2 separate regions of the Mus musculus genome follow, and region 1 is linked to region 2. The links are chromatin contacts, called in public Hi-C maps. All regions are on one chromosome and are shown on one strand. Each heading gives the region's core, a stretch centred on a gene start, on an enhancer-like site or on the middle of the called end of the contact. The rest is flanking DNA. Distances are from core to core; before and after follow the strand shown. Region 1 has its middle 25 kb from the start of Frmd5. Region 2 overlaps Frmd5 (FERM domain containing 5).

Region 1 (4,620 bases), core at 1,252-3,751, 130 kb before region 2:
TCTAGGGCAGCAAAGATGGAATATAGATTTTAGTAAGTAATTGTTGCAGGAAATATTTTAGAAAACCGAACCGCGATGGCTCTCCGAGGGTGCCACTGCTGGCAACTCTCTCCAGCTAGCCTCCACTGTGCCTGATAGCTGTGTTCTCAGCTCTTGTTCGCTTGTCCCTGGCATCCCTAGTTCTTCCTCAGCCATAAACCCATGTAGTCGGCGATCCCACATTCCAGTAACTAAATGGAACCGCCAACCTCGAGGCTGCTTATCACAATACCCAGTAACTGGTAGAATCAAGACACTTAAAGCTTAATTAACCAATCAGATTTATGTATCAATAATATTACAATTTACAAGATGCCAATACAATAATTTCAGAGCCAATTGATGATAGAAGCTTTATTCCAATTAATCTAACCGTACGATACCACAACTATTTGTGGCTGGTAAATGCCACATGGGTTCACATCCCCAGCCATCATCTTCCTCCTCCTCCTCCACCTTCTATCCTGAGATGCTCTCTCTCTCTCTCTCTCTCCCCTCTTCCCCCCTCCTCCTCCTCTTCTTTCTCTCTCTCTCTTCCCTCTCCCCCTCCTCTCCTCCTCCTCCTCCTCCTTCTTCTTTTCTCTCTCTCTCTCTCTCTCTCTCTCTCTCTCTCTCTCTCTCTCTCTCTCTCTCTCTCTCTCTCTCTCTCTCTCTCTCCCCAACTCTTAGCCCCGCCTCCCTTTTCCCTGTCCAATCACAGACCCCATTCTGCACTAATGTAATTGGACAGGGAAAATCCTGCAGCAAGTAATAACTTGAGAATATGGGGGGTGGTGGATTAGGCACATGGAGGTTAGGAAGTAGCCCAGTCATTGAGCTGTTTAAGGCATATAAAAATATAAGCCCGGCGGTGGTGGCGCACACCTTTAATCCCAGCACTTGGGAGGCAGAGGCAGGCGGATTTCTGACTTCAAGACCAGCCTGGTCTACAGAGTGAGATCCAGGACAGCCAGGGGCTACACAGAGAAACCCTGTCTCAAAAAAACAAAAACAAAAACAAAACAAAAACAAAAAACCAAACCAAAACAAAAATATATATGTATATGTATATAGGCTCTGTATATGTGTCTTTCATTCTGGAACCCAGAACATTGGAGTGGTTAGCAAGAAAAGCCCTCCAGGATCAATTTGAGTAGATTTAATTGGATATTGCTACAGTGTAGATCTTTAACATTTTTGAAAATTGGGTTTATTTAGTTTTTAATTTTATGTGTTTGTTGCCTGTTGTCTGGACCATGTGTGTGCCTGATGCCACCACAGATGTCAGAGAGGCTATTCATCTCCTGGAACTGGACTTATATCTGAGAGCCACCATGTGCTGAGAATCGACATGGGCTTCTGGGAAAGTAATAAGGGCCCTTAATCACTAATCCATTTCCCCAACTTTTGTGCAGGCAAGAACAGCCACTGTGAGTTCATGACTGCATCTGTCCTGTTGTGTCCGGAGGACACCACTATGCTCTGCAACCCTGCCTCACTTCACTGACTAAAGCTCCCCATTTACTTTCTGTTGTGTGGTTATCTATATAAGAGATGAATGAGAGTTCCTATAGCCGATAAAGGTTTGGTAAATTCAATAGAAAGATAATAGAGGAAGAATTACCATTTAAGTATCATCATAGCCCACATTTTACCTACAAGAAAACAAATTTGAATTATGAAAATTATTCAGCTAGTTCCTGGTAGAGAGCCATGACAAATGTTAATATAATCAGATGTCTTAAATACCTTGAGTGTGTGGGGGGTGTTCTCTTTCAGATTTAATTTATTAGTGGAATAAACTTATTTAAAATGAGATCCACTCTTAAAAGTTACAGAAAGTCAAACCACACAAGTTACATGATAAGTAAATTTCAGGGCCCTACTGCAATCCTTACTCCTTGAAGTTCTTTTTTTTTTTTTTTTTTTAGCCATTTTTTGTTAGTCATTGTTAGCCATGACCTCCTCAAAGAACTTAACTCCTGTCTTCCACAAGATGGCAGCATTGCTCATTCCTCGGCAACCTCTCCCCAAGGCCCTCGCTGTCCTTGATTGTTGGGGTCACAGATGAAGATTTAAGCTGTCATCCTGGCGTCACAATCAGTTCCTGGTATTGAAATGCCAGGCCAAAGCCAGACGCCTAACTCATGAAGGGAAACAGGACCGCAGAGCTGTGTCTATGGAGAGAGACTTTAGGAAACAGGTCAAGGACAGAGTCATGGAAGCAGTGGGATGAGCAACCCTGAGACCCATCCATCACCTGTCTCCCTGGAAGTCCTGAAAGACCTGAGGCCTGGCTTTGTGAAAATGTGTATCCGTCTGTCACATAGTCACAACAAACTGGTCCCCTGCTAAAGAATGTCTGCTTTCTCTCTCCTCCTTTTTCCTTTTCTTTTTCCCCTCTTCCTTTCATTTCCTTCCCCCCTCCTCCCTTTCTTCCTATAGGATCTTGTTTGATTGATTGTGGTCCTGGACCTGACCTGGTGCATGCTCAGCACGTGTTCTACCACTGGTGTGGTAGATGCAGGGCAGGCAGCAAAGGCCTTCCCTTTCCATATTGTCCTTTCCTGGAGGAGCTGTGAGACCATGATTGGATCTCCCACATATGTCCATGTCCATGCATATATGTGTGTGTGTGTGTGTGTGTGTGTGTGGTGTGTCTAAGTCATCTTCCTAGTTCCTCAACACAGTTTTTGTAATAAATTAACACAAGAATCTAAAAAAATCATATTGAATATTTTGAGTCATATCAATTTATGCTAAAATACTTATTTTTCTTTAAATTTATTCTATGTCTTAAAGTTCCTTTCCTGACTTATTTCTTTAAACAAAACAAAAATTCTGGGCTGGAGAGATAGATGGCTTAGTGGTTAAGAGTGTATGCTTCTCTTGCAACAAACTGGAGTTTGGTTCCCAGCACACACATCAGAAAATTCCAGCTTCAGAGGACCCAACTCTGTCTTCTAGCTTCCAAAGTCACCTGCACACACACAACACGTCTGTATAAGTGTACACTCATGCACATGAGTGCAGGTTTTCTCAGAAGCCAGTTGGAGCCTCAGTAGGAGGAAGTTGTGAATCAGCTGATATAGGTATCAGAATATGAACTCAGGACCTCTGCAGAGCAATACTGCTCTTAGCCACTGATATTATGTCTCTTAAAATCACAGTGCACACACGTGAGAAGATTGCCGATTCTTTAGACTGTTCACTAATGACTAGAACAGTTGCTCTCAACCTGTGGGTCACAACCCTTTCGGAGGTGAAATGACCCTTCACAGGGGTTGCCTAAGACCGTAGGAAAAAACAGATATTTATGTTATGATTCATAACAGTAGAAAGATTACAGTTATGAATAGCAATGAAAATAATTTTAGGGTTGGGGGGCCACCACACCACGAGGAACTATTTTGGAAAACCCTGTTACTACTAAGGTCATAGTGGACCATGACTGTGCAGTTCCCTGGGCTAGGTGCAAAATGGAGGACTTCTTTTTTGTTTTAAGATTTAGTTATTTATTTTATATGACTACACTGTAGCTCTCTTCAGACACACCAGAAGAGGGCATCAGATCCCATTACAGATGGTTATGAGCCACATGTGGCTGCTGGGAACTGAACTCAGGACCTCTGGAAGAGCAGTCAGTGCTCTTAACCACTGAGCCATCTCTCCAGCCCAGGGGTCTTCTTTTTCTAGTAGGGCTCCCTCTTCTCCATCTGACCTTATCTGGGGAGCCCAACCCCCACATCTTCTACTTGAGGAGTGCCAAGTAGTCCTTGGCAAAATTGCAGGTTCAACTCCCTTTCTCCCAATAAGAACCTGCCTGGCAAGCACCTGGGGTGCCTCTCCATGCAAATAAGGCATTCCCAGTACCTTAAGCCTCAGTCAGTGTATGTTCACCAAAAATCCCTTCCCACTCTCCAAGGTTCATATAGTCCTTGTTCACCCCAAGTAAAATACATGCACATGAATGTTGTCTGAGAGAGTTGTAACACTGAAATCCTCAGAGAATGCTCGCCATTCTGCACAGGTGGACCAAGATCCTGCCCATTCATTCATCCACCCCCCTACCCCCACCCCCGCTCGGCTTCATCCTTTCCTTCCCATTGTGCAGCAGCAGCGCCTGGACACCCTGAGGGAGGAAGCCCAGGGCAGAACCACAGAACTGTAGTAAAAGGCCAGAGTATTAGAAAGGTTGAAAATCACTGGTCTAGAAACTGATACCCATCTTATTAAGCTCTGCTTGTATCATGTGACTTGTTTTGTTCCTTGAAAGGTAGGTGGCACCTCTGGAGGGCCTTGAGGCAGAAGCTGGAGAGGAAGGGTCCTCTCTTGTGGGTTGTTTGTTTTTTGAGTCAGTGTTTGGCTATCCAGTCCAAGCTTGCCCCTGCCATTTCCCTGGCCCCCACTCCCTCCCCTCTGTTCTTTCCGTCTAGGTAATGACCCAGCTGTCTAGAAGATGACTCAGAATAACTCTGCTGATCAGTGCAGATGCTGTGCAGGTGAAATGTAAACTTCTGTGTTCTAAACTGCTGATGTGGGGGTTGTCAGTGCAGTTCAAGCAGACATTCATTGTAAGTGGGCTTGCTAGAACTCCCGTGG
Region 2 (4,790 bases), core at 352-2,851:
CTCAAAAAAAAAAGAAAAAGAGAGAGAAACCACAGTAGTTTGGGATTCCAGTTCACACCTGATGGTGCTTGGTGACTCAGGTCTAGGAAAATCAGCTCTCATAAACACCCTGTTCCTGACTGATCTCCACTCAGATTGTCCCTGGGGCCTCAGATGGTAGTGGACACCTATTTATGGAGACGCCAGCCACTACAAGGACCGCTTGAATAGTTGTCTCCTACCCTGCTGAGCAGTTTGAATGCTCCCTGCACGATGAGAGGGCACATCACTGATAACAGGGTGCACATGGGTAGAAGCCCTTGGATGCTGCATTTATGAAAGTGATATACAACGAGCTGAATGACAGGCCTGTCACTGGGAAAGCCGACATTTTTCACTCCGTGGGAACCTGAGCAGCTGGAGAATGGGATTCTGGGTGAAACGGAGCATGAAACATCAAAATCTACCACTTACCTGAAGCAGAACCAGATGAAGATTTTAAAGAGCAGGCTAGGCTTCTTAAGGCCAGGGTCTCATTTTTTTCTGGTTTTATCAAACTAGTTGATAAAAACCAAGCCAAGGTCAAAGGTCACCTCTGCCCGCCTCTGCCCGTGGGGTGTTGTGGATGTTGGAAACCCAGAAACCGTGGCTTTCTGAACTGTGAATCATTCTCACCGTTAACATGTAGAACCCCCAGGAAGTAACCCAGGACCTTCCCCTAGGTTGAGTAGGTTCCCAAAGGCTGAAGGGAGACTGTGGGGAGCAGAGAACAGGAATTCCAGGAAAGACTGGATTTTGCTGGAAATGGAGGCTGAACACCCCATGCAGGAGATGATCTCCACGATGTGAACACAGATGCAGGCAGGGTGGTGACAGTGATGGGGGACCCTAGGGCATCATGTGCTTGCATGTTAAGTTTGCGTGTTAAATACTCTTGGATAAAAAGAAAACATTTCAGATGAGTGTTACAGCTTGAATTTTTCTTAAGCTTGTATATGTCTCCACCCAAATTTAAGTACCTGTGTCTGAGGAAATCATTTTTAAAAATCGTGTATGTGTGTATGTGTGTGTGTGTGTGTGTGAGAGAGAGAGAGAGAGAGAGGGAGAGAGAGAGAGAGGAGAGAGAGCATTTATATGAAGTTTTAAAAACATGTATTTCATTGCTAAATTACAATTTATATTTTGTGAGGTAAACTATCATTTTCTTCCTCCTTAGGGACTTATGTTGGAATTTATTCCTAAGAGTCAGTCAACAAGTCTACTTACTAGTGAATTTCATTGCATTAAAACTGTTTAATCATTGAGGGGCCTCCTGGTTTCTATCTGGGACAATTTGATTCGGTCAGAGTTGTTCCTGTGTGGTCGCCTAGAACCTGTGACAGAGAAGGCTATGCATACTTGGAGGCAGGCTGTTTGCTTATCACACAGAAGTCACAGTTTGGAGACTCCTAACTTTTCTAGCTGCAGAGGATCTAACACCGTTGTCGCTGCCGTCGTTAGTACAGTTAATTGTTCGCACATTTCCTGCTAACCAGGTAGAACAGAGACCTCTCCAATGAGATGCATGTTTACACTTAAACAGCTTTTAATAGCAGGCTCAAGGCCTCTGGAGTCTGCTGCTAGATCATCTTCAAATCTTTGTGTGGAGAACTCACCACAAGGACATTTGTAATCCGGCCTCCAATTATGCCATGCTGTGCAGAAAATCAAAGCAACTTCACATTCTAACAAGAGTCTTTATACAATAACAGTCAGTAAGTTATTTTTACTCAACTAAAAAGCCAATAATTTTTTAAGAAGCCAAACTTTTAATATTTTATACTGCACCTCAATGCATGTTCTATAATCGCAGTTGTGAAAGCTCTGCGTGGCAGTGGAAGTCACAGTCCTTGGCTAGCACGGCCCAGACCCCAGACCTTCATCTAGGCCATTGAGTGTGTCAGGCATCATTCTTCACAAAAAGCCCCCATGAAGCCCAAGTGCTCGCCAGGGATTTTTTTCTCCTGTTCCCTTTTTGTATGATTTTCTGTTTCGAGGGAAACAGTGGTGCTAATTTTGTTATGTGCAGCTGCCTGTCCCTTTGCAGCCCCTGGCATTCTCTTCAGTGTGTGCAGTGTAAATGTCTCCATGCAGCCTGTGAAAATGAAAGGCAAACGTTTCAGAGCTGAAGCACAGGCCGGTGATCAGAGCCACAGGGCTGTGTTCTGGCACTCTGGCCTACTTGCCCCCTGCCCTGCCATTGTCCTGCCTTCCTATTTCCTAATGTGTCCTTAGCCTTAGTGGCCACAAAAGGAGCCGAGGATGGAGGTGGAGGTGCAGGCGGAGGTGCAGAAAAGAAGCAGGGGTCATTCAGAGCTTTCATGTCCCTGTAGTTGGATGCGAGAGGTCTAGCTGAGAAAGCACTTGACTCCTGATGAAACAGGAAGTTGGATGTTGCTGGTTTTGTTTTATTTTAAGTTTAGCCCCCCCCCAAAAAAAACAACAAAAAAACAAAAAACTAAAATAGTGCTAATAATGTGGAAAAAAATTTTAAAAAAAGTTTGTTGTAAAGATGTGCAGCAGAAAATTATCTCCTTTCCATTTTCAGAGCTTTAGTTGTGAAGAGATGGCCCTGTATTTCGGAGCTTGTCTGGCTCTGGCTGCAGATGTGTTCAGTTCCCACACTCATACGGTGACCGTGAAAACCACCTGTGGCTTGTGCTGGCCTGTTTCCCTTCGCTTCCCATTCATTCAACTTAAGTGATTTCTGAAATAAATTACATTTTAATAAAAAACACACAACCTTTTTTCTTTAGCTATTTTTAGATTTGTAGGTGGTTGTAAGACCATACATACCTTGTATCCAGTTTCTTCTATGCCATAGAGTCTATGGGAACATTGTACAAACCCATAGTACATCATCCCAGCCAAGAGCTGTCATCAAGGTAGTCGAGATACAAGATACAGAGCATTTCTGTTACTATGTGTTTCCCTCCTTATGTCCTTCTACCAACACCTTCCTCTCTCCCTCACCCTTCCACCCTGATATTTGGCATCACTGATCTGCTTCCAACCTTTGTAACATTTTCTTTTAAAGAATGTTATATAAACAAGATATTCCATGTTTAGGCCGTTGGAATTTTTTCTGCTCAGAAACCTCCACCAAGGTTCATCTAGGCCATTGAGTGTGTCCGTAGTTAATTTCTCTTTATTAGCAAGTTTTTCATTGGTTTAAGGGTGGTTGTTTCTTATTTTTAGCTATTGTCTCTAAGGCTGTTGTAAGCAACTGTTTAAGGAGTGGTATGAATGTAAGACTTCATCTGTCTAATGGGAATGGCTAGATTTTGTAATTTTAAAAGAAAGCAACGACCACCCAGAGTGTCTATACCTTCATCCATTTCCACCAGCAGTGTGGCTACTCCATTTCTTTGCATCTTTGCCAGAATTTTCTGTTGTTGCTGTTTTTATTTTGTTTTATTTTAGCCATCTGATAGGTGCACAAAAGTATCTCATGCCTCTGAGAATTGAACCCAGGGCCTTGCGCATGTGAGGCAAGTGTTCTTCCACCGAGCTGCAGCCCCATCCTGGGCCATGGCTTTAACTTGCCTTCTTTGTGCTTAATGGTGTTGCCTTCCTTTCATGCCTTCATCTGCCGGCTGTATATCCATGTTGGTGAAATAGCTGCGCACGAGCTTTGTCCATTTTCTAATTAGCTTTTTTGTGTGTTTACTGTGGGGTTTGAACAAGCCTGCACTCATTTTAGCAGCGTGCTATCCACTGTTTGGACTCTTCTGTTTTCCTGATTTCTTGCTCACCATAACCTACACAGCCTCATGTGACTTATTATAGAAGCCTGGGAAACTTTTGGTTGTGTTCTGGGTAGTTCTAGAATAAAATGAAGGTTCTCTAGACTCACTGATGCCTAAAAACTTTTTAAATACATTAGAAATTATTACCTGTTTAAACTGTGAAAATCAGTAATACAAATATATCAGTATTTTAATATAGTCACAAAATTGGGTCATCATCATCAGTATGTAAATTCAGGATATTTTCTTCCCTTCCCTAAAGAAATAACATATCTATTAGCAGTCTTTTCTCATTTCCCAGCCCATAAATGTAGATCCTGTCTTTATGAACCTGTATTTTAGAGCATTTTGTACATGTATTATCATGTTGTATGTGTCCCTTCACATTTGACTTCGTTCCTTAGTGTTTTAAAGATTCTTTATATATGCTGTATAATATAATAGTTGTTATTTCTCTTGTGGCTATATAGTACTCACTTCTGTGTGTAACCTGTATTTCATCTCCATATTTATCAGTTGATGGACATTATTTATATTTTTGTGACTTTGAATTATGCTGCTATGCACGTTTGTGTCCAGGGTTGTTTCTTGCTGTTTGTTTTTGGAGGGTTTGTGGTACTGGGGATCAAACCCAGGGCTGTGATGGCATGCCAGGTTCTTTCTTCTACTGAGTGGTTCTCCAACCCTTAAATATAGTTTAGTTCTGCTTTGATTACCACCCCCCCCTTTGGTGGATGTGTTTTTGTTCCTCTTGGGTGTGTACTAAGAGTGAAATTAGTTTCTGGGTGAGATGTGTGCAGCATTGGCAAGCTATCTGCTAATACTGCTGTACATTTGATACCCCACCAACAGTGTATGGGAGTTCCAGCCTTCACATCCTTACAACGCCAGGTTTTACATGGTTGGCTACTTTTGATTTTGTGTTTGGGCATCCTAGTGAAAGGGCAGATCTCCTTAGTCTTAACCCCTAATGCTACCGAGTGATGATGCTGAGAGCTGTTACATGTGCTGACTCCGGAGAAA

The links. A called contact is a pair of places that touch in the nucleus more often than the background predicts.
Region 1: a Hi-C map of ventricular fibroblasts shows a contact between it and region 2, with 5 times the contacts expected there. The contact joins two enhancer-like sites. A contact is called at or near these places in 38 of 484 Hi-C or Micro-C datasets (the C2C12 cell line, the C3H10T1/2 cell line, the G1E-ER4 cell line and 24 more) and 3 of 115 datasets of contacts at active chromatin or transcription factors (bone marrow-derived dendritic cells, embryonic stem cells and stem cell-derived neural progenitor cells).

Annotation. Positions count from the first base shown.
Region 1 is chr2:121,830,167-121,834,786 of GRCm38.p6, reverse strand. No RefSeq gene overlaps it. Among named protein-coding and RNA genes, the nearest start is that of Frmd5, 25 kb to the right of the region's middle. Within about 2 kb of position 2,501, at least 16 of the 459 cell types and tissues checked have an H3K27ac peak or open chromatin away from gene starts, as enhancers often do.
Region 2 is chr2:121,696,857-121,701,646 of GRCm38.p6, reverse strand. The region is part of intron 1 of Frmd5 (FERM domain containing 5); the gene reads left to right. It also overlaps the pseudogene Gm14021. Among named protein-coding and RNA genes, the nearest start is that of Frmd5, 110 kb to the left of the region's middle. Within about 2 kb of position 1,601, at least 19 of the 459 cell types and tissues checked have an H3K27ac peak or open chromatin away from gene starts, as enhancers often do.